2 separate regions of the Danio rerio genome follow, and region 1 is linked to region 2. Evidence: chromatin contacts called from public Hi-C data. All regions are on one chromosome and are shown on one strand. Each heading gives the region's core, a stretch centred on a gene start, on an enhancer-like site or on the middle of the called end of the contact. The rest is flanking DNA. Distances are from core to core; before and after follow the strand shown. Region 1 holds the start of gad1b (glutamate decarboxylase 1b). Region 2 overlaps sp5b (Sp5 transcription factor b).

What was found. A called contact is a pair of places that touch in the nucleus more often than the background predicts.
Region 1: a contact with region 2 is called in a Hi-C map of embryo, with 1.7 times the contacts expected there. The contact joins the promoter of gad1b here to the enhancer-like site in region 2. A contact is called at or near these places in 2 of 18 Hi-C or Micro-C datasets (both in embryo).

Annotation. Positions count from the first base shown.
Region 1 is chr6:4,540,420-4,546,580 of GRCz12tu, forward strand. gad1b (glutamate decarboxylase 1b) reads left to right here and starts at 3,970. Exons shown (of 17, transcript NM_194419.1): 1 at 3,970-4,078; 2 at 5,070-5,197. The coding sequence starts at 5,122. It overlaps erich2 (glutamate-rich 2), which reads left to right. Exons shown (of 11, transcript NM_001326452.1): 11 at 1,630-1,966. The coding sequence ends at 1,790.
Region 2 is chr6:4,497,473-4,503,304 of GRCz12tu, forward strand. It overlaps sp5b (Sp5 transcription factor b), which reads left to right. Exons shown (of 5, transcript XM_073953587.1): 3 at 1,732-1,869. Among named protein-coding and RNA genes, the nearest start is that of erich2, 32 kb to the right of the region's middle. Within about 2 kb of position 3,104, at least 5 of the 62 cell types and tissues checked have an H3K27ac peak or open chromatin away from gene starts, as enhancers often do.

The sequences.
Region 1 (6,161 bases), core at 2,720-5,219, 44 kb after region 2:
TTACACTTGGCTCATGATTGATGCATAGCTCCTCGGGCTCAGGGCTCACTCTCTTTCACAGGGCGAGGGGAGATTGAGCTCAGGTTGATCTCAAAACTCCCCCGCTGCTGAGGTTAAGGTGAAGTTCCTGAGGGTAAGACATTTAGAAAGAAGAATTAGGCTTATTTTTCTATAATATAGTGCATATTTGGATGGTGGGAGGAAACTGGGCAACCTGGGGGAAACCCCTAATAATTTTGACCCTAAAATAGTGTTTGAAAAATTAAAAACTGCTTTTATTTTAGACGATTAAAACAAATAACACTTTCTCCAGAAGGAAAATATTATTAGACATACTTTGAAAATGTCCTTGCTCTGTTAAACATAGTTTGGGAAATATTTTTTTAAAAAAAATTCAAAGGGGGGCTAATAGTTCTGACTTCAACTGTATATAGTGACTTGGGATCCTTTGTTTGGAGGATCGTGATTAGCTAATGAGGGCCAGCTGGGTAATCATGAGCATGTGCTTTTCTTGAAATTAGTTTAATATTTAACTTCACTTTGTTTGAACAGTATATAATCACAAATAAATCAGTAAACAGAAACTCAAACAACTTGATGCGTGAGAACAAATCTCATTGGTTAATGCAGAAGTTACAAGTCTTGCTGTGTGACAAGCAAGAATGAATTAAATTAAATTTGTGATTGAATTACAAACAAATATGTTAATTTTACCCTGTGAAAATTGTAATTTTAAAATTATTAGGTAAATTAACTATGTGCAGAATTATAAAAATTAAACTTAACAGTTGAATGAAAGAAAAAATAATGTAACAGTTCCAAGTTACACAAGTTTACTGTCTTTTTTAAGTCTGCTGATGCTTTTATAGAGCTAGTTCAACCAAAAACAAACATTTACTCGCTATTTGTGCGCCCTTAAGTGTTTCCAAACCTGTATGTGTTTTTTTCCTGTTAAACAAAAAAGAAGATATTTTGAAGAATGTTAGAACCCAGTAAACATACTATGGATGTCAATGGTTGCCAGTTTCCAACACTTTTCAAAATATGTTATTTCGTGTTCAAAAGAAGAAAGAAACAGGTTTGTGAAAAGTAAAGGGTGAGTAAATGATTACGGATTTTCAGCTTTGGGTGAACTGACCCTTTTAGGCAACGGGGTTACTTAGTTTTTAAAGTAAATTTGCTTATTTGTGATTGTGAAAGTGATTGTGTCTCTTTTGAGAACATAGACCTAAAAGTTCACTTAATAATTTTATTATGTCTGTTTGAATGTTTTGGGTGAATAGACTTTTTAAAAGAGGATCATAAATCTATTTAACAATAGCTTCATTTGTCTTATGGATTAAAAAATATAAATATCATCAGTGTAAGCAAATGATGATTAATCCTATATTATTTATTACAAATTTTCTTCTTTCATATTTCAACATTCTAGCTTAGAAAGATTCATCTTCAAACTGCTCTAAACAAAGTGTTTTGTGAAGCTCTGCGCTGAAATGAAATAAGCCAAACTCATTAGAAGCAATGTTCCAGATGGCTAACTTTAATAATGTGTGTGCAAAAGCAAATGATGACTGAAATTCAAGTGCGTTGGGTTTACCTTCTTCATATGGATGTCATCAAAATGTTTAGAAGCGGATGAAGAATCGGATGATGATGATGATGAATCTGACACATCTGATGATAATGATGATGAAGATGATGATGATGATGATGATGAGTCATCAGAGAGCTCTGACACAGATGAAGAGTCCATTGACAGCACAGATGATACATTATCATCTTCATGCTAAATTAGCATCTGGTGGAGTGAATGTCCTGCATCACAAACATTATTGCTTATATGTCTTGTGCTCATAAACAATGCGTGATCTGTTCAGCATCTCATGTATGCAGTTTTCTCAATTGCTGACTGCACATATTCTGTGTGAATTGTGTATTGTGAATAAAATACCCATTTCAAGCTTAATTTTTTCGGTTTATTTGTTGTAAAAATGCAACATAGCGCCATCTAACGGAAGAACTATATCATTTCCTAAATTTACCGCTCACACTAAAAGTTGTCCAAAAAGGCTCAATAACCATTATTTTGAGACCAATTGCACTCTAAAAAAAAATCTGACTTGTCGTAACCCAAAGCTAGGTCAAATATGGACAAACCTAAAATTGGGTTTATTTTTTCAATTAAATTTAACACCTTTGTTAAATATACAAACTCATTTTAACCCAACGATTGGGTTTGTATTTGACTCTACAACCTAGCATTTATTTTCGTAAGTGTGTAGTGTATAGTCTACAAAATCCTATTTTTTATATTTGATTTTAACTAATTGATGCTGCAGATATAATTAAAAACGAATAACTAAATATTTTGAAACCAAATCTAATCTTCAAATGCTTAAAGTTAAAAAGTTTATATTTTATATTTAATTGCATATATACAGTCAAGCCCTATTCATACCTATGGCAAATTCTGACTTAAAATTTTTGTTCAAATTTTAATAAAAGCTGAGAAAAATATTTGTTTGTTTTTCCACAACCTCTTGTACATTGTCTTATTATATTTTGGGAGAACCCGGTGTCCTGTCTGATTAATACAATCTGCTGGTTAAATAAAAGTGACTTTGAATTTGCCAGGGGTATTAATAGTTTTTAAATGTACACAGTTCACTCCCCAAATCTCTTTTAAAATAATATTTTCTATAAGATGCTTTACAATATTATATGTGTGCATATACATTAAATTAGTCAGTACTGAAGCCAAATCTGGAGCTAATCTAACAAAATAACGTACAGTAATGGTTTAAAGATTAGCAGACCAAATTTATATTAGGGAAAAATATTAAATACCATTTTAAAAAAACAGCAAAAATCCAAAAAAAATCTATTTGTTGAAATATTGTAGTTTTGCATTAATTTAATTGCATTATCTTTAATTTCTAAAGATGTTCTTTGACTAAAATGTAATTTTAATAAATATATCTGTTTAATAAATCTGTTTTGTTCAAATGCACCAATGTATATATTACCCATATTCACTGAGAAATTGGTTCAAATATTTATTTTTAAAATGGGGTGTACTCATATATGCTGAGCACTGTATATATTTTTATTTTGCCCTAGCTAATGTTGAACACAACGCATGCATTGGCAATGTCTGCATTAAATGTTTTGTGTGCATGTTAGGACAATACTTAAATGTGTGCGTTTGTAGAAAATAGCTTTTAAAAAAAACAACATCCTTAAAAACACTGACTGGAGACAACTATAGCCCAGTGTCGTTTTGCGCGGAGCTGTCCAGGTGCTGAAAAGGCTTCGGTGAAAAACTGCGCACTTTACAGCTCACCGCATGAAAAGTTGTCGTCAATTCTGACACGCTGATTCAGTAGAGCTCCTAAAACAAACGATCTTACAGACAAGAGCAGAGTGATTTTCCAGGGCGCTGCCCAAAAATCCTTCATTCAAGTTCAAGTTGGTCTGCTCTCTGCTGCCACCTTCTGGTGAGCAGTTCCAGATGCCTCACGTTATAACTAACGCTGATCCACAAGTAGTGCATTAAATATATATATTTGGAAAAAAAAACTAATTAGACTGGAATGCTTATATTGGTTTATGATGTGTCTAAAATAGTTATTAATAAATAAAAGAAACTATCAAAATGTGTTCTCGTTTTCATCATCTCTCTCTCTCTCTCTTTTCTTTCTCTCTCACTCACTCACCCTTTTCTCACTCCCACGGTGTTTTGACGTGTGTGTGTATATATACATGTATATATTACTCGGAGAATTAAACTTCTTGTGTCCGATGGCTTGAGTCCTTAACAATCAACAGAGTCGAGATAAACCCGTGGATCTAAAACCCCTGGACAAATACAGCCGAAGTGATTTTGGAGATTTCTCCTTTACCCCCTCTTTGAAGGATAAACACTGGATCAAGATTTAACGCTGAATGGATTGTTATGCTCTTCCCAATTATTTTGGTTTCCCCATGATAAGAGTCTCGCAGCAACATCACGCGGTGTGAACCATCCTCCGTGTGCCATTTTTACAGGATTTTACTGTGACACCTGTGACTCCGTAAGGTAAGCGCTCACCTTCTCTGTTACCATCTAAATTTTCCATGCAGAATTGCGTTTTTGTCTAGTTTTACGATGTTAGGAAGATTATATTTGAAAGAAGAGCTGTATTTTATATATAAATCAGATTTAAATACATATATGTACATATCTAAATCAGTTATTGTGATTATGTGATGATTGGATATGGCAAAATAATGATCTAAAAATATGCTGTAATTTAACACATGAGCGGCGCAATGATTTTTTGCCTATATATTTCGCTCAGTGAGCGATGCTCATTATTTGAGGATATTTAAAGATCATCTTAATTGAGAAATCAATAATTTGCATTTTTTCAATTCATTTTAGCTCTCCCCCTTTCTTTGTGACCTTCTAAAATCACCTCACACAAAAGAAATGTTATTTATCATCGCCATCATTAGACTAAAAATACCGTCAGAAGGATTATTTCTCCTTTGTTATGATGTGGTTGAAGTGAGCAGATTCTTCATTTCTTGGTTTTAAATGATTGGATTTAAAGAGCTCGTTACAGAGCCAATTAAGTCAGACTTCACGGTCTGCTGCGCGCTGGAGCTCAGAGGAGCCGGTGCGTCTGGAGAACACAGCCGGACTGCCATCCTAAATAACAAGTTAGCCTATATAGGTGGGATTATTTCCAGAATTTACTTGCATACGTATTTTATTTTGGATTATTTATTTCCTCTGTTGTGTTTGCTCGCGCTTTTTGGGTGTGCTGTAATGTGCGCTGTTCAATCAGAGCGCATTTCTGAACATGACAGAACACTGAGTGCGCGTAACGCAAGACAAATTATCCTGTGCTGAAGGAGAGTGAATTACAGCCATTTCACAAGGGGAATCTGATGCGTGAAATTATACTTTGGAGAAGAGGAATGATCGCTTTTATAGCTGCATTTGAGATTTAGTCTAATTTTGTGTCTGATTTGTGTCTGCACTTTTTGTTTCTGTCCTAATTCTGCATATATTCTCCGTGTAGTGTCAGATTTTTCCATTCAGTCTGAAAGCATTGAGGTGTTTCCCGTGGACTGATGGCGTCTTCTGCACCTTCTTCCTCGGCTGGTGATATGGACCCAAACACGGCTAATTTACGACAACCTGCCACAAGTAGGTCTCTCTGGATAACGCGTTTTTCACTTGGCTTGTTTACTCCGTGGGGTGGCGATGTTCATCACTGCCTTAAAAAACACACCGCACCGTGTGAAATGTCTATTAGCTGACAGATCACCTTACAGCTGGAGAGACGAATCATAAATTATCATAGATAGACAGAAATGCTGGGTTGTTTTAACCTAGCGTTGGGTCAAATGTGGACAAACTCAATGTCGGGTTTTTGAAATGCGCACGTTGGTTCATATTTGACCAAATGCATAGATAGATAGATAGATAGATAGATAGATAGATAGATAGATAGATAGATAGATAGATAGATAGATAGATAGATAGATAGATAGATAGATAGATAGATAGATAGATAGATAGATAGATAGATTTTAATAAAGATAATAAGTTTTTAATAAAGGAAGATCAATAGATAGATGATGTATAAGACAAAATTGATCCCTTATTCTATTTTGCGGTGTATATATTTGTCTTAATTCATACCAGAAGATTTAAATAATAACAAAAAATGTTACCATCATTTTGTGTACGTTTTGCATTAAATTGGGATCCCGTTTTTATAACAATGGTGCTGCTTGTTGGCACGTTTTATGGTGGCTTAAATAACAGCAATCAGCCATCATCTGCTTTCAACAGTCCCACCTCAATAGCGTAATTACCTAAAATTACCCGCCATTACGCTCCACTTCACGTTTTCCTTTGTAAATATGCTAAAATGGCCAAGTCAAGATCTTAAAATGCATTAAAAATTAGTTTGATGTTATATAATATATATAACCTTTATGTGCTTTTGTGTAGATTGTGATAAATTAAAAATATCATGCTTAATGTAATGTATTGTATTGATCTAGTAAAAGCTATATATGGGTTTTTTTCCATTTTATATGCTGTAAAAAATTGTGCTGCTGTGCTGTGTGTGTGTGTGTGTGTGTATTCTGCGTGTTTTGCT
Region 2 (5,832 bases), core at 1,854-4,353:
ACACATGCACCATGACCATCTGAGGGCCTGCGTCATTCCTGAAACTATCTGTCTTAAAACTAATGCTAAACTTCAAAATGCTATGCTAATGATTGCTAATGTTAAACTGTTTTGGAGTTGCGTCTTGCTGTCAATGTAGGTCATTTTAAACACAGTTCATTTGTTATCACTTTACTTGAAGGGGTGTTAAAAGACTCATTAAACCTTTATAATCGTGACATGACATGTCATGAAGGTGAATGAGATTTTACGCATGCTTATATATATATATATATATATATATATATATATATATATATATATATATATATATATATATATATATATATATATTTATGAATATGTATATATTTATGAATATATATATATATATATATATATATATATATATATATATATATATATATATATATATATATATATATATATATATGGGTGTATGACAGGGTGAAAACAGTGATTTTGACACCTAAAAGGAGGTTGAATAATATGAAAAATATATAATAGAAAGCTTGTAAAAAAAAAAAAAAAAAAGATTATAGGTTTTATTGTTTGACAAAAAAGGGGAATTTGAACAAAATTATATAGATTTTTGGACATAAAAGTGCCTATAGCTGAAGAATTACCCATTAATGACACTGGTAAAAAAGGATTTGACAGAGTAATGACACTTTTAATGCAACATTTTAATGGCGAATATAGTTTGTTCCACTGAAAGTGTAATCAGAAAAATTTTAATACGTAAATAATATATACATATAATTATATAATTATAATGCCTCATGACAATATGTTTATGACAAGTTTATAGATAGATAGATAGATAGATAGATAGATAGATAGATAGATAGATAGATAGATAGATAGATAGATAGATAGATAGATAGATAGATAGATAGATAGATAAATAGATGATAGATAGATAGATAGATAGATAGATAGATAGATAGATAGATAGATAGATAGATAGATAGATAGATAGATAGATAGATAGATAGATAGATAGATAGATTATTTTGAATTGAACCATCTTTACTAATCACGACTGAACTTGTGTCATAAGCGGAAGAGAAGTCCTCAAGAGATATTGCATATAATTACTGATGTTTAAGATAATGTCTACAAAATAAGGCAATTTCCTAGTGGATGATGTTGTTTTAAAAAGTAAAGGACTGTTTATAAAAGTACAACCTATAGAAAGTGATTTCTTTTATCTCTATTTCAACCTACACACAGTGAGTACAGTGCCTGTTAGACCATATAATCTCAAATTAACCTTCGCATTCATTTAACTCAGGCACTGTGAAATAAAGAAACTATAACAATGTGCTGTAGGCTACAGGATGAAATTAACCTCATAACCCGGTCTCTCAAACGCTGGAACATTTTATAACACATAAAGCTGATGGTTGAAGCTCTGACACGGGTTTGTGATGAATTCACCATGACTTTAGCGGTATAAATGTTTGGCAAGTGCTCAAGGAAACGATCACAGTGCATTTACATAACAGATGGCGCCTGATGGTAATTTTCACGTGCAATTAACTCCATTCATGAAGATGGTGAGCTCAAACACCACATTACGATGCTGTTTGTGTGTATGTGTTTTATGATGTTGCCTATAATTGAGAAACAAGAGGTCATGAGAATTAAAGGGACAGTTCACCCTAAAATAAAAACTGATTAAAGTTATTGTTTCATGAGTAACTTTTTTTTTTTTTTTTTTTGCAGTCTCCAGGTTAGACAAGTTGTGTGTTCGGAGATGCTCCTCTGCAGACCTCGATTGTAACGAGTGCTTATTGCCTTCGTTGCCTTTCTATCATCTGGAACCAGTCTGGCCATTCTCCTCTGACCTCCGGCATCAACAAGGTTTTTTGTGTCCACAGAACTGCCGCTCACTGGATATTTTCTATAGATCTATAGATTAGAAATCTCTGTTTACGAGCAGTTTGGACAGGTAATAAAGTGGCCGATGAGTGCATAGTGTTACAGAAATTGTTGCTATAAGCAATTATTATTGTCATTTTGAGATCATTTTATGCTACTGATTATATAATGACTCTATAACAGCATAATAATGCAAATAGCCAAACATTTTAAAATGCGTATCATTCTTAAGGTTATTTATATTCTATAAATTGATGTTAAAAGCTATATATATATATATATATATATATATATATATATATATATAATATTAAATCTCCTATTAGGTAAATGTACAAATATAAACGTTGACGTCGGTGAGGTAGAATGTAAATATTATTGTAAAATGGCTTTAACGTTATTTGTGAATTTGTAAATATATATTGCAACGGCAAAAAGGATTGAAGTCATCTCCATGTATTTCATGATACGTCGATATATTGATTATTGTGATATATATATTTATATAGGCCTATTTGTTTTATTTTGACTAGGAAAAAAAATTTAAGCATCATTTTAAGGACAAAATTATTAGCCCCTTTAAGCTATACTTTTTTTCGATAGTCTACAGAACAAACCATCATTATACAACTTGATAATTTATTACCTAATTACCTAATTGCCTAATTACCCTAATCTTCCTAGTTAAACTAATGTACCTAGTTAAGCCTTTAAATGTCACTTAAAGCGATGAGTTATTAAAACTATTATGTTTAGAAATGTGCTAAAAGAATCTTCTCTCTATTAAACAGAAATTGGGAAAAATAAAAAATAAACAGGGGGGACAAATAATTCTGACTTCAACTGTGTGTGTGTGTGTGTGTGTGTGTGTGTGTGTGTGTGTGTGTGTGTGTGTGTGTGTGTGTGTGTGTGTGTGTGCGCGTGTGTGTGCGTGTGTGTGCGTGTGTGCGCGCGTGTGTGTGTGTGTGTGTGTGTGTGTATATATATATATATATATATATATATATATATATATATATATATATATATATAAAACAAACCCAGCTAGTCAGTGCACTGTGTTTTGAAACAGAGCCGCTCTATGTGTGTGTGTGTGTGTGTGTGCGCGTCTGTGTCTGGGAGCGAGTGCAATCAAGCGTGAAATGATTCTGTTAGTGTCATTTCTATCGCGCGCACACACACACGCTGTGTCTGAGAGGGCTGTAAAGGCTCCCCGTGGCCTCGCACATCACAAGTTGTTTGTGTATTCTGGCATTTTTTGGAAGGCAAAAAGAAAAAGGTACCACTATAGCTTTGACAAGGAGTTGGAAGCAATTTCACTGTCAGCTCAAACTGGAGTGAATAGCTTTTTTTTTCTTTTTTAAATGAAACTTAATGGATATAGTGTTGTATATAGATTTAGGAAATAGCCAAGAATTGCTTTTACTATTACTATTTTACGCTTAATGGTTTGAACAAACCTATATATATATAAATAAATATATATATATATATATATATATATATATATATATATATATATATATATATATATACAGTTAGAGTCAGAATTATTAGCCGTCCTGAATTATTAAATATTTCCCCAATTTCTGTTTAACTTAGAGATTTTTTTCCAACACATTTCTTAACATAATTGTTTTAATAACTCATTTCTAATAATTAATTTCTTTGTCTTTGTCATGATGACAGCACATGATATTTGACTAGATATTTTTCACTAGTTTTCAGCTTAAAGTGACATTTAAAGGCTTAATTAGGTTAATTAGGCAAGTTATGGTAATTAGGCAAGTCACTGTTTTATCAGCCGATTCGAATCACTCGACTGAATGGCCGTTATCAGTGGTTATTAGCTGATAGACATGGGCCAGTAGGGGCCTTCTGCGCCTACTAGTAGACTCAGAAGGCCGTAATCATCCATTCACATTAATCATGCTTAATATATCTATATCACATACAGCTGCGGCCGAAAGTTGACAAGAATTATTTATATTATTTATTATATTTCCTATTAATTGTATTTTATTAACGTATACCCCAACCCTAAACCCAACCGTCAGAGTAATGTAAAAACAAATCTGCATCTTAAGTCTTCTCTTTTAGCATAGCTGATTAACCATGTGGATGTATGATTACAACCACTAGTAGGTGCAGAAGGCCCCTTCTGGCTCATATCTATCAGCTGATATCCACTGATAACGGCAATTCAATTGAGTGATAACATTCGAAGCGGGTGGTATAACTATTTGTTCTGCAGACAATTGAAAATAAATAATGCTTAAGAGGGCTAATAATATTAACCAAAAATATTAATATTTTTATTAAATCTGCTTTTATTTTAGCCGAAATAAAACAAATTAGGCTTTCTCCAGAAGAAAAAATAATATAGAAATACTGTGGAAAAATTCTTTTATTTGGGAAATATTTGAAAAAAAAATGAAATGAAGTCATAATAATTTTGACTTTAACTGTATAAATATTAATTAATCATCAAAAATGTCATCATCATCATAAAGTAACACATCCTTCAATGCTTTTAATACATGAAGCGTTTTCTTTTTCACACGGTCAGAGATTACATTCTTCCCAATTTTTTTGTGAATTTTCTCTTTTTAGATTGTATTTCTTAACCTACCCATTCATTTTATGTTTAATGGTTTGAACAAACCCATATATATATATATATATATATAAAGAGTTCACACTTAGGTCTTGCTTGATGATAAAAATAGCAGGTTTGGCATGCTGTCCTGGGAGAGAACCCTGAGCTCGGAGATAATTAAGCCAAGGCTCCCACCTGGTCAATGAGCATGTAAGGGGAGTATAAGATCAGGAAGTTCTCGAGAGCTTCCCCTGGAAAACAAGGAAAGGAGGAGATGGGGTGGATGGGGGGGATTCTTCAAAAAGCGAAGGTGAGGGAGTAATATTAGTCGGTTTATTTATAGTGAGTTTGGAAAGATACGATTGGCTTACTAATGATCACAGATGAGAGACCAGCTGTGATCAATCATATCACTTGCTCCTCTCGAAATTAGTTTGTAAAACTTCACTTATGAAGCATCATAAAGTAACACAACCTTCATTTGCTTTTAACACAAAGCCTCAAATCACAGGACTCTCTAGTCTTTCCGCATATTTCTTTCTTTGTCACTTGGTCAGACACTCAAAAAAATAACTTTTGCTGCTTATTTATTATCAGTTGAAACAACACAATTTTTAAGTTTTTTTGGGGAAAGCTTTGTTATGTTCAATCCACTTAAACTGGTAAAAACAGTTCAGTTAACTTAATCGATTTGTGTTGGGACAACATGAAGGAATTGTGGGGAAACCCAGCATTTTTCACAGTGGAGATTACACTCTTCCCAATTTTTATTTTTGGAGTTGATCTGAAATGTGATCTTGTTTTTTCGGATTGTATCTCTTTACAAACGCTCTGGTTTTGCAGCAGACTCTTCACAGTCTGCTGGCCTGCTGAAGAAAGGTTAATTACTCTATACTAAGGCCACTTATAGATGATAATTGATGTGTGGGAGGCATTATTATAGCAGATGGCATTTTCATAACCCACTCTTATGCATAACCTACAGCAATGCCAATACAGAGAGAGAGAGAGAGAGAGAGAGAGAGAGAGAGAGAAACTAAACAAAAGATTTGATACAGTCAACAACTGTGACTGAGCAAAAAAATTTGTGGGTTAATAGGATATTCTAACACATTTACAGTTAAGCCTGAAATTATTCATACACCTGTAAAATTCGGACTTGCAGTTGCTTAAAGAGGTGGTTTACTCTACCGTGGCGACGTCCGAATTAGAATCTAAGCCGAAGGAAAATTAATGAGTTATACTTAAAGAAACATTTTTATCCGATAATGCCTCTTGCACACTACCTGACAATCCCAATTGTAAGAGTAAAAAATAATAATAACGTGACTTCTAGTTGATCATTT